Linked DNA regions of Mus musculus: regions 1 and 3 are each linked to region 2. The links are chromatin contacts, called in public HiChIP or PLAC-seq maps. All regions are on one chromosome and are shown on one strand. The core of a region is the stretch at or near the end of the contact, and the rest is flanking DNA. Distances in the headings are between cores, read along the strand shown.

The links. HiChIP or PLAC-seq counts read pairs in DNA pulled down with a chosen protein or histone mark.
Region 1: a CTCF HiChIP or PLAC-seq map of the NIH/3T3 cell line shows a contact between it and region 2, with 5 read pairs. The contact joins two enhancer-like sites. A contact is called at or near these places in 1 of 15 datasets of contacts at CTCF or cohesin (the NIH/3T3 cell line) and 2 of 484 Hi-C or Micro-C datasets (embryonic fibroblasts and nephron progenitors).
Region 3: a CTCF HiChIP or PLAC-seq map of the NIH/3T3 cell line shows a contact between it and region 2, with 5 read pairs. The contact joins the promoter of 1700064M15Rik here to the enhancer-like site in region 2. A contact is called at or near these places in 1 of 15 datasets of contacts at CTCF or cohesin (the NIH/3T3 cell line) and 10 of 115 datasets of contacts at active chromatin or transcription factors (bone marrow-derived macrophages, differentiating embryonic stem cells, embryonic basal ganglia and 6 more).

What each region holds. Positions count from the first base shown.
Region 1 is chr12:98,282,106-98,286,679 of GRCm38.p6, reverse strand. No RefSeq gene overlaps it. Among named protein-coding and RNA genes, the nearest start is that of Gpr65, 16 kb to the right of the region's middle. Within about 2 kb of position 3,054, at least 137 of the 459 cell types and tissues checked have an H3K27ac peak or open chromatin away from gene starts, as enhancers often do. A contact at or near this core is called in the NIH/3T3 cell line and embryonic fibroblasts, where this site is marked.
Region 2 is chr12:99,062,238-99,066,802 of GRCm38.p6, reverse strand. The region is part of intron 2 of Gm40554 (a long non-coding RNA gene); the gene reads right to left. Among named protein-coding and RNA genes, the nearest start is that of Gm40554, 40 kb to the right of the region's middle. Within about 2 kb of position 2,817, at least 29 of the 459 cell types and tissues checked have an H3K27ac peak or open chromatin away from gene starts, as enhancers often do. A contact at or near this core is called in the NIH/3T3 cell line and embryonic fibroblasts, where this site is marked.
Region 3 is chr12:99,625,899-99,630,621 of GRCm38.p6, reverse strand. It overlaps 1700064M15Rik (RIKEN cDNA 1700064M15 gene), which reads left to right and starts at 2,648. Exons shown (of 2, transcript NR_045288.2): 1 at 2,648-3,016; 2 at 4,294-4,569.

The sequences.
Region 1 (4,574 bases), core at 1,805-4,304, 780 kb after region 2:
TACCATAATGACTGACTTGGCAAGATATCCCCATTGGTGCAATACTAGCTCCAAGTTATTAGCTGGTTATCTTACATATTTTCCCGGAAGAGAGTGATGAGCACCTTCATGCTTGAGATCAGTTCACTTTCCTGACTCACACAGACCTAGGGAATGGGCACCTCATGTGTAAATGAATAATCTGTGGCTCTCCGCATCTCAGATCACAAAGAAGCCCCGATGTACCATGTGAACGGTGGAGTCAATTCTATTTGTATTCCAGAGCCTATAATGTTTTCATATGATGTGTGTGGTTCTGTCTGTCTGTCATCTTTCTGCCAGCACCCCCCCTCTCTCTCTCCAAGCATACCTGCGGGGTTGGTTCACACCCATGAGCATGTGTGTCTCCATGTATGTGGAAGCCTGAAATTGACATCAGATGTATTCCTTGATGGTTCTCCACTTTATTTTTTCAGGCAGGATCTCTTGTTGAACCCAGAGCTGTCCGATTCCAGCTAGTCTAGTTAGCTAGCCTTGTCTTTGCTAGGGTTTCATGAGGCTACTATATGCATATCTGGCTTCTCTGTGGCTTCTGAGGACCTGAACTCTAGTCCTCATACTTGCATAGCAAGTACCCCTGGCTCATCCTCCCAACTCTGCTTTATTTTTAATATAGACAATATAAAATTTCACCTTAATTCAGAGCCTTTCATTGTGATGGCCCAGGAAAAGAACATTCATGCCTAAACCTAGGGCAGACATTGTTGGGGGTTCAGGAGTTGCCACAGAAACCACACAAACACCGATCTCAGTCAGACAGGGAGCGTTTATTGAGCACAAACCCTAGGACTCATCTGTCAAGGCCATGGTCCAGACTCAGGAGCTGAACTGTGACACTAAGTTAAGATCCTACAGGGTTTTTAAGCCTAAATTCCACAAATATCTGTGTTAAGCTATTCTACCAATAAGAATTTAGGGATAGGAGACTCTGTGTTGTACACTTCTACTGTTCCCAGTGGTTGGGGTATTTAACTGTGGCAGGGGACTTACCTTGTTTAACATTCATGTCTCAATTGGTTAACCATGATGACATTCATGTCTTAAGTTGCCAACCAGGATGTCAGTTACCCCAGGTATATATAGTCTTTTTCTGCCAAATACAGTGTCAGTTTCCAGGAGGTCTTGGGAACTTAAACTTTATATGACCCCTACTCAAAATGGAAGTCTTATTTCAAATAGTTTCCTATATTGGTGCACATGTCTCTCCTATACTGGGTTTATCCCAGGGGCAGTTTACAAAGCAAATACCGTAAAAGCTTCCACAGGTGCAGGAAGTGCTACTGGGTGGTTGGTTTGGGTCCGAGCTTCTTGTGGGTAACTATACAAAAGCAGTTCTATTGACTTCTATGGAGATTGGTTTCCAAGAGCACAGAACATAACAGAATGTGTAACCAACTTAGGCATGAGAGAGTTTCCTAGTAACAGCAGAAACAACATATGAGAGAATTGCCTTATAATATTAGCAACAGCACAAAATGGCAGACTAGCCAGGTAATTGTTACCTCGGCTTTAACATTCCTTCTAAGACTTAATATTTTACCTAGACCTTAACAGATATAACCTTCAAGGATTTATCCTAGTGATATACTTCAATAGGTAGGCCTTGTATCCTAAAGGTCCCGCAAACTACCAAAAACAGAGCCATCAGCTGAGGACCTTATATCCAAGTAGTTCCACAAACTACCAAAGTAACACCACCACCATGCTCAGACGCCCGAGCCTGTGTGAGAGATTTCACATTCAAACCGTAATATCCAGGATATCAAAGGCAAAGGTTTAGTAAGGGTTCTTCCAGGACGTCAGTTAATGAGTCTTAATGAGGGCTGCTAACTTTATGAGTTAGAGGTGTCCTTGTTTCTCTCTCATTTGGACCTCACCTGCCCTGCTTATTCAACAATGAGACACTATAACATCGCCTCACTTCCATGTTCCAATTTCCACTAGGGAAAATCTGACTCAGATTGGGTTAAATGAAGAGGTCTGTTTGGTTCATACAATTATCCTATGCCGAGACTCACCACTTTAGGAGTCAGTGTCAGGTTTCAGGTTCTTTTTTTTTTTTAAGGTATTTAGCTCATTTACATTTCCAATGCTATACCAAAAGTCCCCCATAACCCCCCCCCACTCCCCTACCCACCCACTCCCCCTTTTTGGCCCTGGCATTCCCCTGTACTGGGGCATATAAAGTTTGCAAGTCCAATGGGCCTCTCTTTGCAGTGATGGCCGACTAGGCCATCTTTTGATACATATGCAGCTAGAGACAAGAGCTCCGGGGTACTGCTTAGTTCATATTGTTGTTCCACCTATAGGGTTGCAGTTCCCTTTAGTTCCTTGGGTGCTTTCTCTAGTTCCTCCATTGGGGGCCCTGTGGTCCATTCAATAGCTGACTGTGAGCATCCACTTCTGTGTTTGCTAGGCCCTGGCATAGTCTCACAAGAGACAGCTATATCTGGGTCCTTTCAGCAAAATCTTGCTAGTGTATACAATGGTGTCAGCGTTTGGAAGCTGATCATGGGATGGATCTCTGGATGTGAGGTAACCCAATCACAAAGGAACTCTCACAATATGTACTCACTGATAAGTGGATATTAGCCCAGAAACTTAGGATACCCAAGATATAACATATAATTTGCTAAAAACATTAAACTCAAGAGAACGAAGACCAAAGTGTGGACACTTTGCCCCTTCTTAGAATAGGAAACAAAACACCCATGGAAGGAGTTACAGAGACAAAATCTGGAAGTGTGACGAAAGGATGGACCATCTAGTGATTGCCATATCCAGAGGTTTCAGGTTCTTTAAGCTTTCTTCTCTTCTACTTGTTGCTACTTCCTGGTAACAAACTGACCACAAATATTTCAGGCATCTTTGTGGCACATTGTATCACCACCAGGAGGCAGAGAAAGAGCCTTTTGGGCATGTAAGCAGCTCAAGTCACATACCTACCACTGAGCCACTCATTGCAGCCAGGAGACTAAGCTGACTAATTTAGCAACTAACTGCATATTCCATCCCTTGAGCTAAAACCATACTTGCGGCCTTTAGTCATCCCCAAAGAAGCGTCTCTTTGGTAAGCAGAGCTACACGACTCACAGGAATGTGTCTGTGCCCTGGCTCCTACCCAATTTTGCCAGTGAGCCCCTTGCCCTGGTATTCGGGGAGGTAGGAAATACCAGAGATACTTACAGGGTCACTAAAAACTAAAGTTCATTGTCGCGGTGATAGTACAGGAGGAAACAAACCAAACGCCCCCCTCTTCGTTTTTATTTAGCATTTTGTAAATCTCGCTTACTCTGGTGTAAACCTCAAAGAGGAAGGACAGTTCAGTAATGACTGAAGTGGAATTTCCCATAGGTCAGCATGTGGTCTGGAAGCTATAGCTGACAAAGATAATGCAATTGTGTGTGTGTGTGTGTGTGTGTGTGTGTGTGTGTGTGTGTTACCAACAGAGCCTGATGCCACCATGTAAGCTACAATGAATTTCATGGGTCTGTGGACTATTAAAAATCAGGAGGGGGTGTCAGAGGAATGGTTCACAGATTTAAGAGCACTGGCTGCTCTTCCAGAGGGTGCGTTTCTCAGCTCACAGTCATCTGTGAGTCTAATTCCGGGGGATCTGATTTTACTCAGGCACCAGGCACACATGTATAATGCACAGACATACATAGGCAGGCAAAGGAAAAACAGTTTTCCTGAGTCAGGCTGGTGGTTGGGATTCCATGCTGAGCACGCCCACTACTCCCAAGGCTAGAGAACTGAATCATCGGGCACGCCTCTACTACTTTACTCCGACAGACAGTAAAGACGTCGAGGTCTTCTAGAGGGAAAATTATTTCAAACTTATTTTCCTTGTGATCTTTACAACTTTCAGCTCAAGAGGGGTCCAAGCCATAGGCTCGCTAGGGTCCTCATTCCCTCAAAGCTACCTTGATGTACAACACTCTAGGCTTTCAGCGGCCCGGAGACCTTCATGGCAGAGGCCTGCCTCAGTGGGCCACAGGGCTACACAGGCTGAGTCTCCCTCAGAGGAGCCTGAGCTTCAGCTGTAAGGAGAGAGCCCCAGCCATCCTTAGTCTTGTTTATTCCCCCCTTCCTGCCAGGCTTCAACCGGGACAGAACCCTGTCTATTGGAAATGAAATTTCCATACAGAAGGAGAAAATCATTTTTTTCCTGTAATTTGTAAAGCTTGTGAAAAAGACACTATCATGATTTTTAAATCAAGTAGTGGGACATTTAAAAAAGCAATAAAGATATTTTCATAAAAAACTTTCAGCTTAAATGTGAATATCCATAAAGGATTTTGGAATCATGCCAACACACACACACATACACACACACATACACACACACACACACACACACACACACACAGAGAGAGAGAGAGAGAGAGAGAGAGAGAGAGAGCAATTGAAACTGAATCATTATCCTTACTCCACAATAATTGTAACAACTCATGAGATCATCCAGGTGAAGGTAGGAGCTATTCTGAAATTCCAACCACAGCTTTCAGTTGCCATCAGCCACATCTTAGTGT
Region 2 (4,565 bases), core at 1,568-4,067:
GTTAACAGAGAATGAAGAAAACGTTTGGAGAAGTGGGATAGGTGTTTGTTCCTAGGCTTGGGAAGATAGATTTGTTTAACCCTGCCTGCAAGATGGAGAAGTTGTCCTTGAGATAGCTGGACTTAGACGACTGTCTCCTTACAAGTTGTCCCTGAGATGTCTAGACACAGACAACAGAAGCTGTTCAGCTTTAGGGAAGTCTCTAGCCCCGCCCCCTCCCCCCCAGGGCCTGGGACCTTGAATTTAGTTCCTCCCTACAATTAAATGGAGTCTGAAAATGGAATGGTGGCACTCAGAATAAGTTTCTTTTGGTTGTTCCCAACTGGGATAAGACACAAGTAGATCCGAGGAGCTCACTGGTCAGCCAGCCTAGCTGAAACTGTGAGCTCCAGGTTCACTGAGAGACAATAAATACATAAATAAATAAATAAATAAATAAATAAATAAGTGATCCAGGAAGACATCCAATACCCAGCATCAACCTCTGATCTCTACACACACACACACACACACACACACACACACACACACACACACACACACAAGCAGTCAAGGAATGTCATGACGTGGTGCTGCAGGGTCACTAAGACCCAGGCTCCTAACTTCCCTTCTCTTTCTCAGTGTGAAGTTTACAGCCTCGAAATCAGTTCAAGTCCCAAAATAGTTGCTAGTCGTTTTTATAGGAGTTTCAGGCCAGTTACAGAAGCTAAAATAAGACCAAAAGGCAAGCGCCCTAACAGCTCATTCTCTTTCAATTGCTTCTAGGAAGTTCCAGACGAAACACTTGCTCACATTTTGTTGACCAAAAATAATTCCAATGTCTATACTTGGTAGTCCTGTAGTGCCTGGTGTCAAATCAGTGTTGTATTGTTAGAGACACAGGGAATGGGTATCATTAGCTGCTAGCCATTCTAAGAAAGGCTTAATTGAGATAATTCATATACTGTACAATTCCCCCCACTCGATACATATGGATTTCATGGTTCTGATGAATCCGCAGTTGTGCATTTATGAGCTGATAAGAGTTAATGACACCTTTTCATTTCCTCTCCACCACTCTGACGAGCACCCTGTAGCCATTCTACCACCCCTAGCTTTCTCTCTTTCCTTCCCCACATAGTCTCCAGACGTTAGCAGCCTGCCTCTTACACTGTAGGTTTGCCACTTAGGACGTTACAATAGAAGTGATATCAAATAAAATGTGGTCCATTGTGACTGGCTTCTTTCACAGCACGCTCTCACCAAATTTCATGCTGGCTATAGGGCGCACCCATAAGTTCTTCATCTCGTTATTGTTTTTAGATCAATACTCTACTGCACAGATATGTCTCACTGGTTTACCCACTTTTTAGTTGATGGGCTATTACAAACAACACAGCAGCGGGCACCTGAAACAAGTTTGAAGTGAACACATGCTTTTATTTTTCTTGGGAGTCGGATTTCTGACTCATGTGACAACTGGACACCTGCCCTTTTGATGAGCTGTCGGACTTTTCTGAAGTAGCTGTGCCATCTGATGTCACCACCACCCCGCCCCCAGCAGTACCAGAGGACTTTCCATTTTGCTGCGTCCTTACCCTGTGTATTGTTAGTAATCCTTTGTATGGCAATGGATGTGGAATTGCACCTCCTCTACCTGTTGACAAATGATACTGAGCCTCTCTCATCGTTGGCCACTTATCTTTCATCCTTGTGGAAGCATCCATCTGGATCCTTGGCCAAGTGTTCAAACTGGGTCATTCATCTTTTTAAGACGGAGTTGTGAGAGTCCTTTCTGTATCCCGTATACAAAGTCCTTTACTGGATATGTGATTTGTAAATATTTTCTTTCATTTTGTGTGTTACCTTTTCATTCCACTGGTCCTGTCCTTGAATGCTTATTTGATGTCCACCAATGACAAATGTCTGCCTTTTGCCTTTATTGCCTGTGCATTTAGTGTCATATCCAATAAATCACCACTGAAGAGTTACATTCACTTAAATGAGCTATAAATCATTTAAATGACTTTCCAAAGCCTAGATTCTGTCCCAGGTCTTAAGGGCCTTGACCCTATCTATGTTCCTTATTTTCATGTTTATCCCTTTAACAACTCTTCCTCTATTTAAGGTGTCCTAGGCCTGTCTCAACTCTTCAGAACAAAAGGGGACAACTGAGACATCCTTCATCTTTGTGCTCAGGATGCTATTACCATGCCAACAGCACTGGAGCTTCTGTGCACACCCTAAGGACACATGGAACTGAATGACTGGGGAGCCGCTGTCTCAGAAGCGTCCCCTTGTAGGTCCACCACATACATCACCGTATTAAGATATCCAAGGAGGGAGCTTGCAATAAAGAAGCCACTTTGACTCTGTTTAGTGGTTGAGTCAGGTACATGTTTCAGCGGGCCTTCCATTCTCAGCATTAACATGCCCAGGAATGTATCATTAGTTTAGGTTTCCTATATCCCTTTCAACTTTCTCCAGTAGCGATACCTTCCTTATACTTTGCATGGTCCCTGACTTTCCACTCACTTTCCAATAATAAAGTATGACAGTGCCAGTGGGCTTCATAGTAACTACAGAGGAGAGTTAAGTTGGTTGACAAATGGAGGCGCAGGTAAAGAAAGAGAGGGGCACACGGCGGATGAAACTGGTCTGTGACATGTGCCCGGATGGCGCTATCTTACTGCTGACTCACTTCCAGATGTGTCCCGGGAATGCTTGTCTTATTGCTGACTCACTTCCAGATGTGTCCCAGGAATGCTTGTCTTACTGCTGACTCACTTCCCGGAGACCCTGATCAACCTCTCTGCAGGAACCTGATGAGTAACGCATAGCTCAGACAGTGCCTGGGAAAGCAAGTGCCTTTCTTCCTCAGGATGAAGATGGCAGTTGGGTACTGTCAAGTCCAAGTTGGAGAAAATGCCCCTTCCTTCCTGACTCTGTGCTGGGACCTGGGAACATGGATGCTCTGACACGCCACCCACAAGCAGCCAGTGTTCATTTGGGAAATAGACAAAAATGCTCTGTCATTATATTTTCTCCAAGGAGGGCCTCAGTTAATATGTAGACGTTTGTTTCCAAGTGCGCTCCTCCGCCTCCCTCTCTTCCCTCCCTCCCCCCTTCTCTGTGTGTGCATGCTAGAGTCTGATGATATTATAGGGAGGAAGAACCTTACTGTGTGGATCTAATTAAAACAAAAATACCACTTCTTTTTTTTTTATTTTGAAAGCATTTGGCTGATGTTAATGAACCATCTGGGGCTGATTTGATGGTTACTCCAGGGGCTTTGGCAAATAAAAGGGGGTGGGAGATTCCAAATTGGGTATCTTTCAAGCCTGATAGTTGGACTTTAGTTAGAACAAAGTCAGTGGAAAGCAACTCAAACTGGCTTAACGTGAAAAGCCTGCAATTACTCTGCTCCAGCTTGGGGTTCTGAACCATATTCGGGCAGGGAGCCTGGAGCCAGGCACCGGTCATGCCCAGCTTGGCTCTGTCTGTTCCTGTTGAGGGGCAGCATCCTTAGGTGGACAATGCTTGCTCTGGACCTCTCTTTTAGTTGGCTGGGGCTTTGTCAAATATGCTTCAGGAAGTCGCAGGCGGAGACTGTTAGGTAAGTCACGGGATCTTTCTGTGTGATTGGTCTAGACCCCTCCGGTTCCTTTTCTAGTGAAGCCACATCTAGTAAATTAGAATGTTAGCTGTTAGGGAGATGTGGTCACAGAAAGTGCTTGGCCACTCTTAAGTGATGGCCAGTAACAAAAGCATGAAGCAGCCCTGAGAACCCCGTCCTGTTTGGTGCTTTATATAATGCTTTCATAGGATTGTAACTCATGAATTGAAAGATGCCCAAAATAAAGAATTCACAAAGTCAATGAATTTTAACCAGCTACCTTTTCACTCACTACCCACACCAAGAGAAAGACACACACAGAGAGAGAGAAAGAGAGAGAGAGAGAGAGATCCCTCTCTGACTTACATCCTTTCAAAGTTCTCCACAAGTTCCGAGTTTATCGGAGGAAGCATCTGTATTAATGGACCAACAGATTGGAAAAGGTACAGAGAGAGGCTTCTCTGTAATGGGTCTGTTTGTTTGTTTGTTTTAAGTGCCAAGAGTAAAATTTGTTTCTAAACTGGTTTCAAATCCATGCGTATTTTCGAGGCACTGACTAGAAGAGGGACATAGAGAAAAGGCAGAAGCTAGAGTCTGTTCTATCCTTGCTTGGAAGTCTGATCTTGATAAGCAAAGAATGTAATTAAAATGGATTACAGACTATTAAACACACACAAGAACAAAATGATTGCAGTGTGTGCATGCCAGTAATTAAAGCTTTAGAGGAGGAAAAAGTCACCATCACTTAAAATGATTATCTGTCAAGGTTAGTAACAAATATTGACATGCAAGCTTTCCCCCCCTCCCTGTTCTTGCTTCTTAGAGGCAGGCACTCAGCAATTAGTGGCATATATTCCAGAATCAATATGGCCTCGGGTCCAAAGCAGAGGGATCCATACATTTTAAAATGAGTGGACAGAGTGGCAGACAGGCTCCATGGAAAAGAACTGCTGCCAGGATCATTCAATTA
Region 3 (4,723 bases), core at 1,399-3,898, 560 kb before region 2:
AACTGTTAAGACCACAGGGACTCTGATGCCAGAATTACTGCATTTTGCTTTGAGATGGCCGTAAACCTACAGGATGGGGTGGGGGAGCTGATATTGTAGTTAAAAATCAATGTGTTTGGGTTGGGATTGTGATATTTAATCTTCATAGTCATTCCAATTGTATTTAGACTCACCTAGCGGACACATCTCCGGGCGTGGGTTCAAGTGGCTTCCAGAGCTATTCAACTGAGGAAGACCCGTTCTGAATGTCAGCAGTGGCAGCATCACACAGACTGGAATCTCAAACTGAATAAGGACGGAAGGTAGACCCTGGAATCCAGCTCCTCCCACCCCCAATCCGCTGATCCCTGACTACAAAGGCCATGTGGCTTCCTCTTCATGCCCCCACTGCTATGCTTTCCCCACTATGACCAACAGGACTGTCAAACTGCACGCTTCAGTTGTTCTGTCCGGCACTTTATCCCAGCACTGAGACTAACACAAGGCACCATCCTTCAGGATGCAGTATATGCCTAAAGCCACTCGCTCCTATTTAGCGTTTCCACTGAGTTGGATACCTGGGCCTTAAGGACAAGGGCAGCCTGGCTCACTGTCGCTCCCAGTGGTCCTCCTGGAGGCTGTATGCTCCTCTTCCTTACAAGGCTCTAGTTCATTGAGGGAGGTGTTTTGTACTAAGGGATGTGTAAGGAAATCCAATTAAGAGCTACAGCCCATTTTGCACTCTGAAAGCAGAGACTGGTTACCATACTGTCAGAAGAAACCAACCCTGAGGAGGAGGCAGGACTACTGACACATGAAGGGACAGGAAGGCAGATGCTGATACTCAGCTAAACCACCAGGGTGATACTAGCTTCCTCCATACCCAGGCTGAACTCAAAATAAGCCAGTTGGAGCAACCACTGTGTAACGGAGACATGGTTGCAAAGAGCTCTGATTTCTCAAGGAATCGGTGTCGGCTCACTTGGTCAACCGAGCTCAGTGTTGGCTCAGTCAGACTGAGCCACCTGGCTTAGCAGAGGGCTCTTAGAAGACGATAGTAATTGGGTAGATCGATATTAGTTATTGCTTTGGACCAACTGTAGAATCAGTGGCTATGGTTTAATCTCACTAAATCTGTCACCAGTTAGAACCTTGAATAATTTGTGGCAGAGTGGAATAGACTTACCTTGTGGGGTGGAGGGGTGGGGGTGGCGAGATAGACTGTAATGGGTGCTATAGGTAGTCTCTTCCCATCCTGCCAGGTCCCACCCAGCCCCCGAGTGTTTAGATGCTTTACTGCTCACATCTCGGACTTCCAACTTCCGACAGAGGACTTCCTTTCTTTATTTTACAATAGTTAATTCATCCTGGCCCAGCCAAGGTCCCAGAACACTAGGTGTTTATGCTCACAAGGTTCCATGCAGCCAAAGATGGCTGCAGGGATGGAGGCGGGGCTGGGGTGAGGGAGAGAGAAAACTAACAATGGTTGTACAAGGGATACCCTTGCTGTGAAATGGATGCTTTGGGTCAAGCTGTGGCTGGATCTTCACCTTAAATTATTACTCTTTAGCTTGGCTCCTCACCACTCCCCCTATAATAGTTTCTGCTGGAAGCACTTCCTTAATAAATAGCTTGCACACATATCCATGACAACCCAACAGTTCCCTAGGAAAAATAAATAAATGATAAATAGGTAAACTTTGTGGACATAGTTTAGTAGAAAACAATTTTTTACACCCCTCCTTCCAAGGATCTACCCCAACACGGGATAACCACAACCAGCGAGTCAGTCTTTGGTTACCATTTTCTCTCTTTACTAAGAATTTCGAGTTTCTCATTGTGCCAGGAGTACTTTACAGACAGGGACATCTGCAAATTATCAGGGATGCATCCCAGTGTAAACCGTTTGTCCAAAGGTATTTTGGCCATCTCTGATTTCAAGTTCTCAATCCTCTTGTCAGACCTTGTTCCAGACAGCATGTCCCAGTTGGTGTGGGTATGCGTGCTTGGACAGCAGAGAGAATGGGGGTCTAGCCAAGAGGCAGCCTAGGGGGAAATTTGAGCAATCTAAAAAAACTGGACCTCATGAGTATCCTGTCCCATCCACCCAGCTGTTTGACCTTGGCTACACTTTATGTTAAATGAATTAACTAACCTCTATATCATAAGATTTTTATTTAAAAGAATTAGATGACATACAGAAAGTGCTTTGCACATCTCCTGGTTGAACGCAAGACATGGATCCGGCTAGAGAGGAAAGAACAGTGGGTTAGGAAGCCTTCCAGGGACTTTAGGGACTTTTAAATCAGATCAAGTGAGGACAGACGAGGAGGGAGGGGAGAGGAAACAAAACAGAGGTGTTTCCTCCCCAGAAAGGGCCACATTGCTCCTGGGTCAAGGAAAGTGGACCTCATGAGGGCCAGGAAGGGGCGACTCTCTCCAAAGGAAGAAGCTCTGAGACACTGGGCCACCACGTGGCCGTCAACCCTACCCCCACCTCCACCCCCCACCTCAGTCACCACCAGGCAGAAGTAGGTGAAGGGTGGAAGCCCAGAGACCGCGCCGCGGAGGCGGACGCCCGCTGCAGGTCTCCTAGCAACGCCCGCCCCGCCCCGCCGGGCTTGGAGCGCCGGCGCCCGAGAGCGGGGACCGGCAGGCCATGGTTGCCATGGCAGCGCAGCCGCCGCGCCTGATGCTGGCGGCTTCTGCGAGAAGCTCGGGCCCTGAGCCCCGTGTGGGCGGCCCGGCGGCAGCCCCAGCTCGCCCAGAATGGCCCAGCCACCGAGTCGCCCCTCCGGCGTAGCCGGATCCCGTGCTCCGGTCCACGTCTACGGGGGCGGGTCACGGCTTGGAGACTTTCAGTTCCTGGGGACCGAGTTGATCTTCCCGGCAATGTCTAAACTCGGCAGAAACGTGCGTGCGCGCTCCCTCACGCGCACACACCAGCGGCCTTGAGGCTGTGCTTCTTTTACGCAAATGTTTTCTCCTGAAAGACTTTTTTTTTTTTAAGTCTAAGAAAGAGTATATGCAGAAAACGGTGAGGCTTCCAAATTCTGTCTTCGAAAACAACGTTGAAATAAATGATCCATTTCTTAAGGGCCATTTTAAAATCGAAAATGTCCGTATACTGGATTCTGAATCCGGACTGGCAATCTGCAGTGGGCTTCACCCGGAGAATCCGGTTAGAGGTTTTAAAATTTAAACCGTTTACACCACCCCACTCCGCCCCTTGCTAGGGCAATAGTCTCGCTAGGGCAGGAGAAGCCACTCGCATATACAAAGCTCATTCTCTGGCTTGAGAGTATTTTTAACTGAGGCGGAGTCAGTCACGTGTTTGTGATTTTAATCAAATTGACAAGGGCTCTGAACAGGAAAAGCTTGCCATCTAAATTCGAACACAACGTTAGGGACATAGTGAAGCAGCCTCTTTGGTCTTGTTTGAATCAGAGCTTTTCACATCTTAATGTTCTGCATATATTTTCCTCGATCCACTGCAACTGGAAAATTTAAATGAAAGCCTATTTCTTAGATTCATTTTTATGGTAAATGTCTCTGGGCTGAGATTATGCATATTCTCGATCAACAAGAAACCCGAGCAGCAATCACCGGGAATTGAGCACCTTGCTGATTGAGCAACACTTGAACCTGGAGGCATGAACAGCCCTAATCTCAAAGTGAAAATCCTTCACGGTATATTTCAAAAGAATATTTACAGCTAACCTTTTCCACTCCGAAGGATCATTCACTTGCAACTTTCTTACCCATCGCTTTGTCAGAGTAATCGCTTTTAAAAACTACTTTTTACCGATTTTTTTAGTTTGTAGCTGGTGAGATGATCATATAAAAAGTATTTATGGGGACGCAGATGAAATGACTCAGCAGGTAAAGGTATTTGCCGTGCGAGCCAGACAAGTCAGTAGGACCCCTGGAAGCCATATAAAGATGGAAGGAGAGGACGCAGGCCCAGGTGCATCTGTACCCACACACAGTGATGGCTGATGTCGGTGACTGAGTTTTTAAAGTATAGCCAGATATGGTGGAACATGCCTGTAACTGTAACACTGTGGGGAGGCAGAAGCAGGAAGTCCACTGCAGGTTGGAGGTCAGCCTGGTCTACACAGCTAGACAACGTCTAAAACAACAACAATAACAAAAAAGAGCACAGTTTTAAGAAATTGCTGTGTAGCCAAGGCTAGCCTTGAACTCTCCTGCTCTCCTACTCCACAGGAATGCACCACCGTGTCTAGCTATGAAACAAGGTGTATGGACACATGCATAGCTATTCTCTGACTCTTAGTCATTTTCTCCTTTCAGGGTCAAAACAGAAGAGCAGTATCATTTACATGGTGGAGGGGAGAAGATTAATTCTGAAAGCGCAACCAAGCATCTGAAAACAACAGTCTCCTGTTTAGCTAGTATTGGAGGAGAAAAATAACCAACCTACGCTACTATGTATACTTGATAAATTTTTCATGGAAAGGGTGAATCAGTGAATCGACTTCGGATTTGCTGGTTTAAATATGTTGATTGTTGAAACGACAGTGAATGTTATCATTAAATTAGCCCTTGTTAATGTTTTCTCTTTGGTAATTCTCGCCATCTCTCTGACTGTTCATTCATTATCCCACAGCTCTTTCTCACAAAGGTTATACATTGGTATGGGCCCAGAAAACTTGACTGCAGGATATTGGAAAGTGTCTGCAAGTGTTTGGCAATTAGAATTACCCAGATCAGCTCTTTAACT